2 separate regions of the Sus scrofa genome follow, and region 2 is linked to region 1. The links are chromatin contacts, called in public Hi-C maps. All regions are on one chromosome and are shown on one strand. Each heading gives the region's core, a stretch centred on a gene start, on an enhancer-like site or on the middle of the called end of the contact. The rest is flanking DNA. Distances are from core to core; before and after follow the strand shown.

Region 1 (5,558 bases), core at 1,589-4,088:
CACAGCCACAACAACTTGGGATCCGAGCAGCGTCGGCAACCTACACCACAGCTCACTGCGAAGCTGGATCCTTAACCCACTGAGCTAGAAACCCGCAACCTCATGGTTCCTAGTCTGATTCGTTAACCACTGAGCCACGACGGGAACTCCAGGAAGAAATTTTAGAAATGACTGCCGCACACCAGCAGCAAAGCCAGCATTAGAACTGATGATATCTCCTCTCCAAATTATTTAGGATTCTCTTTTACTTGGAGCTTTAAGATCCATATGGGTCCCCAATTCCTTTATGACATCAGATTTTCCCATATAATTAATGCCAGATAACATCAATCTCAACTCTTCCTCTCATCTGCACTATTTCTTGTCTGCCTGCACGTTCTTTTTCTTCTCCATTGCTTTAGATTAGTGATTCTCAACCTTGTTCTGAAGACTATCCCCACAGTCTGGATTTGTACCTCTGAGGTATCATTTGATGTCTGTCACATTCCTTGCAAATAAGTAGTAGCTCTAGACCAGCAGTTGATCAGATTCAGATTGAAGGGTTTTTTTGTTTGTTTGTTTGTTTTGGTTTTGTCTGTGCGTGTGTATTTGTTTTTGTAGGTTTGTTTATTTTTTGTAGGTTTTTTTTTGGGGGGGAGAGACTACTTCATAGATTGAATTGTATCATGGAGTCACCTGTGATCAGGAAGATAAGTTTGTCTCTCCTTTTGTGATGGATAACAGCTGTTGATCATTGCCTACATACAGTAATTCATTAGGAGTTCCAAAATGTTGATATTGTAATCATGCCATTCCTTCTTCATTCACTCATTAGAAAACTTCTATAAAGAGAAAATTTCCCGTCTTGAGTTCCCATAGAAAAAACTAGGATAAATACTTGATTCTTTCCAGTTTCAAAATAATGAGTTGTTCCCCTAGCATTCTCCAGCAATAACAAATGAGTTTGGATGTTTAAGTATCATTGTGAACTCATTTAAATATATCTGACATGTTTAGATCCATTGCAGGTGGTATCCTTTTTCACACTCAAATTGTCCCATCTTTGATCAGAGGGAACTCTTCTAGTTTCTTCTGAGTTCTTTGATAGAAATCTAACAGTCTTTGAAATAGTATTGAGATAGCTCAGTTTGGACACTAGTGGTGTTCATTGCTACTGGGTTATTGCTTCTAGGCCTTTTCAAGATAAAGTTAGGAAATGTTTGAGGATAAAATATAGCCTGTGTACTCTGTAAAACTGTGAGGATATACTGTACATAAAAGTATAGCTATGAGTTATACTTCCAATTTAAATTCAGAATTGTAGCGTTTTTACTTCAATCATAAATCTGTACCTCTTTATGCTACCTCTAAAATCCTGGTTCACAAGAATGTAATTACTCATTTGTTTTATCCCACGATATACCCACAAAGCTTTCAGAATAGCAATACCAACACTACCACCAACATGACTGCTTTAAAATATTTTGCACTTCTTTTTGTCCTTAGAGTAATCTCACTTGGGATTTCATAGTCAACTTATTGTATTTATTTATTTATTTGACTACAGTGACAATGCTGAATCCTTAACCACTAGGCCACCAGGAAACTCCCAAATTATTGTGTTTTAAAGTCACTTGGATAGTTTGGTTGGAGTCATTTTACACTTTTGTAATATAAACCCTTGTGGAGTTCCCTGGTGGCTCAGTAGGTTAAGGATCCAGTGTTGTCACTGCTGTGGCTCAGGTCACCACTGTGGTGAGGGTTTGATCCCTGGCCTGGCCTGGGAACTTCTGCATGCCATGGGTACGGCCAAAACAAAACCCAAAAACAACCCTTGTGATATGGCTTCATGGCATCAAGAGAAAAACTAAAATTTTCAGATACACATGTAAAATAAAGAGAAGAGTGTTCCGTGGGCCTCTAGATTCTGAATTAAGTATAGAGCAAATTAATGCAGATGCATTAGTGACACTATTTGAGGTCGGCCCTTGTGTTAATTTCACTTGGCAAATACTAAGAGGTGATGATGCCTATGGCTGCTAAAATATGACATGGCTAAATTCCTTGACTGCAACATCTTATAAGAGGTCACCAGATTATCTTACTCCACAAAAATATCTTTCTGAATCTCTTTTTCTCTCAGTTTATCTCTCCAAGGTCCTCTCCTCTGTGGATTAATAACCTTCAAATTTTCTATCCCCATTCCTTCTTCTTGCCCTTCCTAGCCTTCTCCCCCCAGCAACTCAGGAGCTTATATTTTTGTGTGTATTTTGGGGAAGAGGAATTGCTGTATAAATAAGGGAATGAAAATGGAGGATGTAGGGTAGACAGCTGCAAGGATCTGAGCTAGTAGACTGAAACAAACCCTCATCCTAAACAACTCAGAGCTCAGATTTCTTCTCTAGACAGCTGGCTGTTTTAGTCCATCTGATTTACTCTGCAAAGATGGGGGGTGGGGGTGCTGTGAACTATCTCTGTTATGGACCTTATTTAAAGTCAGCTACCTCCTAGATGTGTTCTGTAGAAACTAAATGCCATATTTAACATAGCAGGCTTGAAGGTGATGAACAAAATGTATACAATTGTCCATTCTAATTTTTAAAGGTCAAGAGCTCATTTTTAACAATACTTCAGGGCTGCCTGAAGTAGGCACTAACTAGAATTATATAAGCTCAAATTGGACATCTGACTTGATTGTCATATTTCTGCCCCCCTTCCGCACTTGGCACCCTATACTCCATATTCTTTCCAATCCTCCTACCCTCCCCACTCCCCCAACTCCAACACCCTACCCCCACCAATGTTCCTGGAATTTTGGACTTAGCTATTTTTAAAACAGTCAACTCAGTAGCCACCTCCCTCCCCCGCTCAGCTGTCCAGTACTCTGGCCAGCCATATACTCTCCCTTCCCCCCACATCAGACCTTCTCTGGTTCCCTGACCTCAGTGAGATTGCCACCGGTCTGGGGACCTGGGGAAGACATGGAGAAAGAGACGGGGGATCCCCTGGCTGGAGCTGACTGACACAGTAGACAGTCATGGCTGGAGAACTGGATATCAGACTAATATTTGACGTCTGGAAACAGTAAGTCAAAATGAAATTGCAATTCCTTTAATAAGCTTTTGGAGTGAAGTTAGACTTTCATAAAATTAAGACACCTTCTTGGATGTCTCTGGTCTGAAAGCTAGGATCTCTTCCATACTGAGGTGCCCCAGTGTCCATTTCTCCTTCTGTCTTATTTCTTTCTGTTCTCTGGCCATTAGAAGTTTAAATTTCTGTCTCTCCTTTGGGAGTCTTGGCTCTCTCCTCATCTGGTTGCCTCAAGACTACTAGTGAAGTCTCTTTCTTTAGTAGGAGGTTCCCATATCTCCTATTCTGTGGTTTTCTCACCAAGGCCAAATTTAACCTCAGATGATTAGTCACTGCTACCCTTCTACCCTGCTCCTACTTAGTAGTGCCCTTCACGTTGGGCTTCTAAGGGTAGGGCTACTCCTTGTTGTAAATGATTTCTCCCCATGACTCTAGTCTCAGTCATCCTACTCTCCCTCCTACATGACTCTCCCTCAGTCATATCCTTACCCTTGGAGAGGGTAGTTTGGCAAGAGAGAGTTAGTCCCTCCTCAAGCCCCATCCACATCAAAAGACTGAGAACTTCTAAACTTGCAAAGGAAAGATTAATGGAATGAATGATTCTTCAGTAAGGTTTGGAAAAATACAAGAACTGTTGACCCACAACAAACATTGATTTGCATGCTTGGTGTACATCCCATTATTCCATGAGAGAGAGATATAATTTTAGCTCTCTAGAGTATATGAAAGAGATGGGTTCCCTTTTCATTTGAATACTGGTATTCTAGAGAGGGGATGTGTATACCACCTTTACAACTTCTTGCTGAGAATTCTGACACAAAGGAGAAAAAGAAATGAATGACCCCTGGAGAGTATCCCATCCTGATGGGGAAGGGCAAGTAAGAGGTATGTTTCTGAAGTACTTTTCAGATCCTAATTCTATTGGGGAACCCACTATCCACATGATTCCTCTTTTTTTTTTTTTTTTTGACATTTCTGCTGATTGGTAGCTCAGAATGGGGCAATACAGTGGACTCTGCCCCCCCCCCCCCAGTCAATTCAACCTTTCTTCCACCCCCACCTAGGAGTATTGCATAAGGGACCTGAAAGTAGCCACAAAAGCAGGTCACAGAGGCTTAACAGCCACATTTTTAGTTCAGGGACCCCCATTCTCCCCAAACTCCAGTCTGCTCAAACTTTTCTTGATCTCCGCAGATTCTCTTCACACCATTCTGAACAATCTTCAACTCTTCTCTTTCCCCCTGCACAGCCAAATTTCTTTTTTCAGCCCCTTACAGGACGTCTGGTCAAAATTCACTAGGTAGGAGGGTCATCAACTGGAAAGAACCGGAGCCTGGGGGGACCTGGCTGGATAGGTATGGGGGATCCAGGCCAGTTCCCTAGTCCCTGGTCCCCCCATGGCAGTCCCCCAACTCTAAGCATTCTCACTCTCCTGCTGCTCCTCTGTGGACATGGTAAGGAAGGGTTAGGTAAGGGTTTGGGGAATCTAGAGGGTAGGCTGCTATGTAGGGGTGGGCATGTGCGCATGTGTGAGAAGAGATGGGGGCTGAGGAGTCCCAGTCACTCGCCCCACTCTCAGATAGGTATGTATTATTCTCTACTCAACTTGGGAAAGGGCACTGGGAAAGCTTTTGATCCGGAGGGAGAAGAGATCTAGCAGGGCTTACACGTTTTTAGCAAATCCGAATGAGAACAAGACTAGGAACCTGGGGCCTGGGGGCTGGGGAGTGGGTAAGGCTCTCTGTTGGGTTTTTGGATACGCTGGAATCCCTTGATGAGATTTGGGAGTGTTATGGTATAGCCAGGATCTGGGGGCCACCTTAAAATCCTCTCTCCCTTCTGTCCTCAGCTCATTCTCAATGCAAGATCCTCCGCTGCAATGCTGAGTATGTATCTTCCACCCTGAGCCTTAGAAGTGGGGGTTCACCAGGAGCCCTGCGAGGAGGAGGAAGTGGAGGAGGAGGCCGTGGTGGAGGGTTGGGCTCCAGTGGCCTCTGCAGAGCCCTCCGCTCTTATGCTCTCTGCACTCGGCGCACTGCCCGCACCTGCCGCGGGGACCTGGCCTTCCATTCTGCTGTGCACGGCATCGAAGACCTGATGATTCAGCACAACTGCTCCCGCCAAGGCCCCACGGCCCCTCCCCCTCCCCGCGGCCCCGCTCTTCCTGGAGCAGGCCCCGCCCGCTCCTCCGGCGCCCCAGCCCCAGACCCCTGTGACTATGAAGGCCGGTTTTCCCAGCTGCACGGTCAGCCTCCAGGCTTCTTGCATTGCGCCTCCTTTGGGGACCCTCACGTGCGCAGCTTCCACCACCACTTTCACACTTGCCGTGTCCAAGGAGCTTGGCCTTTGCTGGATAATGACTTCCTTTTTGTCCAGGCCACCAGCTTCCCCGTGGCATTGGGGGCCAACGCCACCACCACTCAGAAGGTCAGGGACTCAACTGCTTCTTCAGATCCTCCATGGTCACCCCAGGGTACCTCTCCCAAGCC
Region 2 (5,558 bases), core at 1,752-4,251, 50 kb after region 1:
GACAAAGATTTAAAAAATAATCAGGCTGGCATGAGGTTCTGTTTTGTTTTGTTTTTGAGATGGACACTCGTATCTCACCGGAAGGACTATAAACACAAACTTTTGGGGGAGGAATTTGGCCATTTGAATCTATAGCATTTTAAAAAGTTCATATACTTAGTCCAGTAATCCCACTTTAAAAATCTAAAGAAATCATCAGATACATAGTTAGAGATATAAGTAAAGGTATGTTCATCAAAGAGCTATACGTGGTAGCCCAAATTCTGAAATAACATAAATGGTCCAACAAAAAAAATTGAATGGCTAATAGAGGTCCCCTGTGGCTCAGTGGGTTAAGGATCCATCAGTTGTCACTGCTGTGGTTTGAGTGGCATGAGTTCAGTCCATGACCCAGGAAACTGGTGTAGACACACGCAAAAAAAAAAAAAAAAAAGTTACCACCAAGACAGCTTTCCCTCTTTTTTTTTTTTAATGGCCACACTCGCATCATAAAGAAGTTCCCAGGCTAGGGGCTGAATCAGAGCTGCAGCTGCTGGCCTATGCCACAGCCAGGCAGATTGGAGCCAGGTCTGCAATGTAAACCACAGCTCACAGCAATGCCCAATTGAACCCACATCCTCATGGATACTAGTTGGCTTGTTTCTGCTGAGCCTCAATGGGAACTCCTCCCTCCTTTGTAATGGAAATGCAGAGTGCATTGCCTCCAGCCGTATCTTTCTTTCTTTCTTCCTTCCTTTCCTTCCTTCCTTCCTTCCTTCCTTTCTTTCTTTCCTTTCTTTCAGCTGCACTTGCTGCAAGTGGAAGTTCCCGTTCCAGAGATCCAACCTGCACCACGACAATAACCCACACCACAGCAGTGACAATGTTGGATCCTTAACCCACCAGGGAACTCCTATTTCATGTTTTACTTGTTGGATATTGATTGAAGAACAAATATCCAAAGAAATGGAACCAACTACAAGGTGAGATCAGGAGTTCCCGTCGTGGCGCAGTGGTTAACGAATCCGACTAGAAACCATGAGGTTGCGGGTTCGGTCCCTGCCCTTGCTCAGTGGGTTAACGATACGGCGTTGCCGTGAGCTCTGGTGTAGGTTGCAGACCCGGCTCGGATCCCGCATTGCTGTGGCTCTGGCCTAGGCCGTAGGCCGGTGGCTGCAGCTCCGATTCAACCCCTAGCCTGGGAACCTCCATATGCGGCGAGAGCGGCCCAAGAAATAGGTAAAAAAAAAAACAAAACCAAAAAAAGTGAGATCAGAAGTTCTTTTGGTAGATAAATCAAAGCTGAATAACAATTTACTAAATATGGTTTATCAGAGGAAGGATGAATGGCTACTGCAGAGGATTCACTAAGATCCCCATTGTCTAGTATCGTGTCTAACATATATTAGATGCTCAATAAATGAAAGAAAATGTGATTTCTAAGGGCTGTTCCAGGCTTTAGACCTTGAGATTCCTACAGCCTCCCCTCACAGTCCCAGTCCTCTTGGTTTTCTCCCTTCTCAGGACTGTGGGAGCTATTATTATGAACCACTAATTTAAGAGGTCATAATTATATACTGTATTGTATTTTATTGTCTTTTATTAATTGTTCCCTAATCATCTCAGGGCTTTAAATGCTTCCTCCCCAATCAGTTCCATCCAATTAAGTTTTATTTGGCACTGTGGATTAAGTATAGAACCTGCCCTACAAAAACTTATATTCTTTTTTTTTTTTTTTTTTTTTTTTTTGCTTTTTAGGGCTGCACTTGCAGCATATGGAAGTTCCCAGGTTAGGGGTTGAATCAGAGCTGCAGCTGCCGGCCTATTGCCAAAGCTACAGCAACACTGTGGAATACAAGCCTCATCTGCAACCTACACCACAGCTCACAGCAACGCCTGATCCTTAACCCACTGAGCAAAGCCATGGATCGTACCCACCTCCTCATGGATACTAGTTGGGTTCATAACTGCGAAGCCATGACTCAAACTCCGAAACCTTAGATTCTAAGAAGAACAAAAATGCTAAAAACGAAGAGGGCACAAGTACTCCAGTAGAAGTGTGCATAAAATGCTGTCGTCAGACTGGGGAACAATTAATTCTACAAAAAAAAGGTAGTCCAGGAAAGCTACAGGTAGGAAGTAATATTTCATCAGAGTCTTGACAGATAACAGGAGTTTGTCAGGCTCTTAGGGGAATAATATTCATAGACTCAGGGAAAGCCTGATACCAGGGCAAAGAGAGGCGCCAGAGCAAGTCTTTCACTTTCTGCTTTAATATACCTCCCCTTTGCGCAAAAGAAAACTATGGTTCTCTGGTATACAATCAACCTAGTAATGGGAGCCCAGAGGAAAAGGGTAGGGAACTAGAAGGGGGCTGATCCAACAGGCTGCCGGAAAACGTTGTCTATCTATCTAGCAGCTTGACCTAGTGAACTCGTTTGGGAGGTGTGAGACCGAACCAGGTCAGAGCCACCAAGTCGAAGCCTTACCTGCTGCCCCTTCCCCACGGAGCCCACGCCGCAGCCAACTTGAAATTTGCTTGTCTTCCTCAATCTGGTGGCGTTCTAGGTCCGCCTCCCAGAGCTCCCCATTGGTGGGTTCTCCTGACCAATCTAGGAGAAGCCGGGGAGGGAGGCCCGCCCACTTGAAGCCTCGGAGGGGAAGGAGGGAGGGAGTTAGCTGGAACTCAGGCTTGGGTGAGTTCTCCACGCGCTGGAAGAATCACCTTGGGGTCAGTCATTTCAGACCTTATTTCAGATGGAGAACCCCTCGGCTAGCGGGAGTGCACAGAGGGAACCCGACACTCGGATCTCACCAAAGCACTCTGTTGAGGGAGCTTCCACAGAAATGAACTTCTATGAAACCTGCTCCTTAGGATCAGTCCTTCGGTGACTCTGTCTTCACATTTGGCCACTCCTCCATTACTCCAGCCTTCCCTTCAGTCCTGCACTGCTTCTCTCCAGTACCACCAATGAATACGTCTTTTCTTTATAAAAAAAAAAAAAATTCTTTAAGTTGCTGCCATGTCTGTGAGAAGATGCAAAGAGGGTTTAGGGAGGAAAGGATTAGGAATCAGATAATCAGAGCTGAGGAAGCTGGGCAGGTGCCTAGTGTTTCCTGCATTTCCCACTGCCTTCCAGCTCCTCTGGTAAAATGGGGCACAGTGGGAGGAGGAGCCCCACTTACACACACACCCACCCCCAGAAACAGAGAGAGTTCAGAGTAGAGATAGAATCTAGTCAAGAATAATAACCTAGATGTCAGAGAAAATAGCCCTGGGAGAGAAGCCTGTGGAGTAGGAAAGCTGTAGGTGGACTGTCAAGCACCTGGTCTTTGGAATTGACCCGAAACAGAGCTCTGAGGCTTTGGTGAATTTGCTTAAATTTGCTGTTTCAGTTTCTTCATCCATAGCAAGAAGTTAATTCCTACCTTATAGTGTTGTCGTGAGGTTTGGAGGTAATGTATATAAAGTACTTGGCACATAGCTGGTGTCCAATAAATGGTAGCTAGTAAAAATGGGTAGCTTTCCTGCAAATATCTCTCTTTCCCCCTTCTCCAGGAACATTGTTTTCAGTATCTTGTATCTAGTGGCCTCCAGCCTCTGAATTATTTCATGTGAGTTAATCAAACCCTTAGGATTTTTTCTTCAACCCCTCCCCACTCCCCCTGATGCCTTCCAGCTGGACACAAACTCATTCCTAAAATATGCAGATGGAAGCTGTGGTAACCATGGAGACAGGGCAGGTGGTGAGGAGAAGGCAGAGACAGACAGTGTGAGAAAAGGACTGCTACAGACAGGGAGAAAGAAGACTTTAAGAAGCGACTCAGAGACCTTCAAGTAAGATGGAAAAATAATGAGTCTAAGAAAGACTGAGAGTAAAGAGATGCAATGAGAGAGGATGTGTTACAAGGTTCACTCTTCTCTGCCCCTTTTCTATTTCTCTTCTCCCCCAATCCCTCCAAGAATATGAGGAGGCACCTGAGGATGCCCCTCGCCATATCTAAAAATGACCCCAAACACCCAGCCTCCTCATACTTATCTAAGGTCTGTACAGGGAGCTGAGGTCCAAGTTTATCTGTGCTCCATGTTCCATTTTTGGGAGGTGGAATGAAGATCTATCGCTGTGTCTGACTCCAGTTCCCCCTGACATTTAAACTAGGAGAAGGCAGCCAGAGCTCTTGCCTCTCTCAGCACAGTAAGGACTCTGGCTGTGGACCCCCATCGCCTCTCTCTACCTTTCTGCACAGTGTGCCATGTGCCTTGTGTGGCAGATCAGGTCTGGTGCACAGGCGCACATCAATACACCAAGCTCCGAGAATAGGGATCTGCTGAAGCTCAACGAAGAATTGGGATGGTCCCCAGTCTAGGTCGCGGAGGAGACTCCCAAGGAACACTTAGGTTTGTTGTGGCTGAGGGGAGGTCGTCTAAGCAGGGGAAGTCAGGATTGGAGCCTCTAGCTTTTGAGGGTTTATATGTGCCTGGGTGGGGTAACGGTTTGGTGCCCGACGCCCCCACCCGCAGAGACTGGGATATAAATAGCGAGGCAGAGCTCCGCCCCCCCCCCCCCCCAGCTTCTCTCCTCCGGAGCCGGCGCTGTGCCCGGGGCGCACTGGGAGGAGGGACCAGGCTTCTGTGCCCGGGCGCAGATACTGACACCAAGGGAATCCGGGTCCACCCCCCACCACCACCACGCCATGTGGGACCCCTGGAACCAAGCTCCGCCACCCCAGCTGCCCCGTGGCCCTGGCCTCAGTCTTGGCCCGGTGGAGATTCTGCGGACATACAGGTATCTATTTGGGTGAACTGCCTGGGAGGGGAAAGAGCAAGGAGTGATGGGGAACATAGCAGGGGCAAAAGAACCCCCCACTTCTCCCCCTACCCGTTTTAGGTCCCAAACGCAAGCTGCCTCCCTCCCCCCATTCAATTTATGGGGCTGTGGCAACCTAAAAGAGGTTAGGAATGGGACTGTGTGTGTGAATGTATGGGTGCATGTGTGTGGGTGGGTGGCGTTCAGCATCCTAGAAAGGGGGATTCCAAGTGCGGATAAGAAAAGGGGGATGCTGGAAAGGTCTGATAAGCCGTGGGGTGAGGGTGGGGGTGCGGATATCCCTGCGCGTGCACGTACGCATTTGCACGCGCGCTCATCCTTCAATGCGGGTGCACCCTTCCCACCTCCTCAGGCATGCGCTGGGGGGATGGGGGTGGCTCAAAGGCATGAGTTAGAAGGACTGTGTGCCATGACGTGGAGCTCTCCCCCGCCCCATGCCGGTCCTTCAACCCGTGCCTCAGTTTCCCTGCCTGAATCAGTCAATAAGATCTTTCTCTTTTTTGCAGGGATTGGCTTCGCCACTGAGCCCTCAGGCCTCTGCCAGCCATCACCCACACGCCCTTAGCTATCCTCGGCAGGTCCCAGTCCCGGCTCCATCGGTGCTTTCGCCCCAGCGGCAGCTATGCTGCATACCGAGGGCCACGCTCTTCTTCGGGCCGTGGGTCAGGGTAAGCTACGATTGGCCCGTTTGCTTCTGGAGGGGGGCGCCTATGTGAATGAGGGTGATGCCCAAGGGGAGACTGCGCTAAT

Evidence for each region. A called contact is a pair of places that touch in the nucleus more often than the background predicts.
Region 2: a Hi-C map of skeletal muscle shows a contact between it and region 1, with 4 times the contacts expected there. The contact joins the promoter of ANKRD34A here to the promoter of HFE2 in region 1. A contact is called at or near these places in 3 of 5 promoter capture datasets (fetal liver, fetal skeletal muscle and liver), 30 of 47 Hi-C or Micro-C datasets (adipose tissue, alveolar macrophages, blood and 16 more) and 2 of 2 datasets of contacts at active chromatin or transcription factors (alveolar macrophages and skeletal muscle).

The regions. Positions count from the first base shown.
Region 1 is chr4:99,325,151-99,330,708 of Sscrofa11.1, forward strand. It overlaps HFE2 (hemojuvelin), which reads left to right and starts at 2,839. Exons shown (of 4, transcript XM_005663519.3): 1 at 2,839-3,063; 2 at 4,337-4,523; 3 at 4,919-5,496. The coding sequence starts at 4,427. The region is part of intron 2 of LOC106510173 (a long non-coding RNA gene); the gene reads right to left.
Region 2 is chr4:99,374,554-99,380,111 of Sscrofa11.1, forward strand. It overlaps ANKRD34A (ankyrin repeat domain-containing protein 34A), which reads left to right and starts at 3,002. Exons shown (of 4, transcript XM_021089938.1): 1 at 3,002-4,378; 2 at 4,552-4,766; 3 at 4,869-4,932; 4 at 5,315-5,558. The coding sequence starts at 5,431. It overlaps POLR3GL (DNA-directed RNA polymerase III subunit RPC7-like), which reads right to left. Exons shown (of 10, transcript XR_002343450.1): 2 at 2,795-2,965.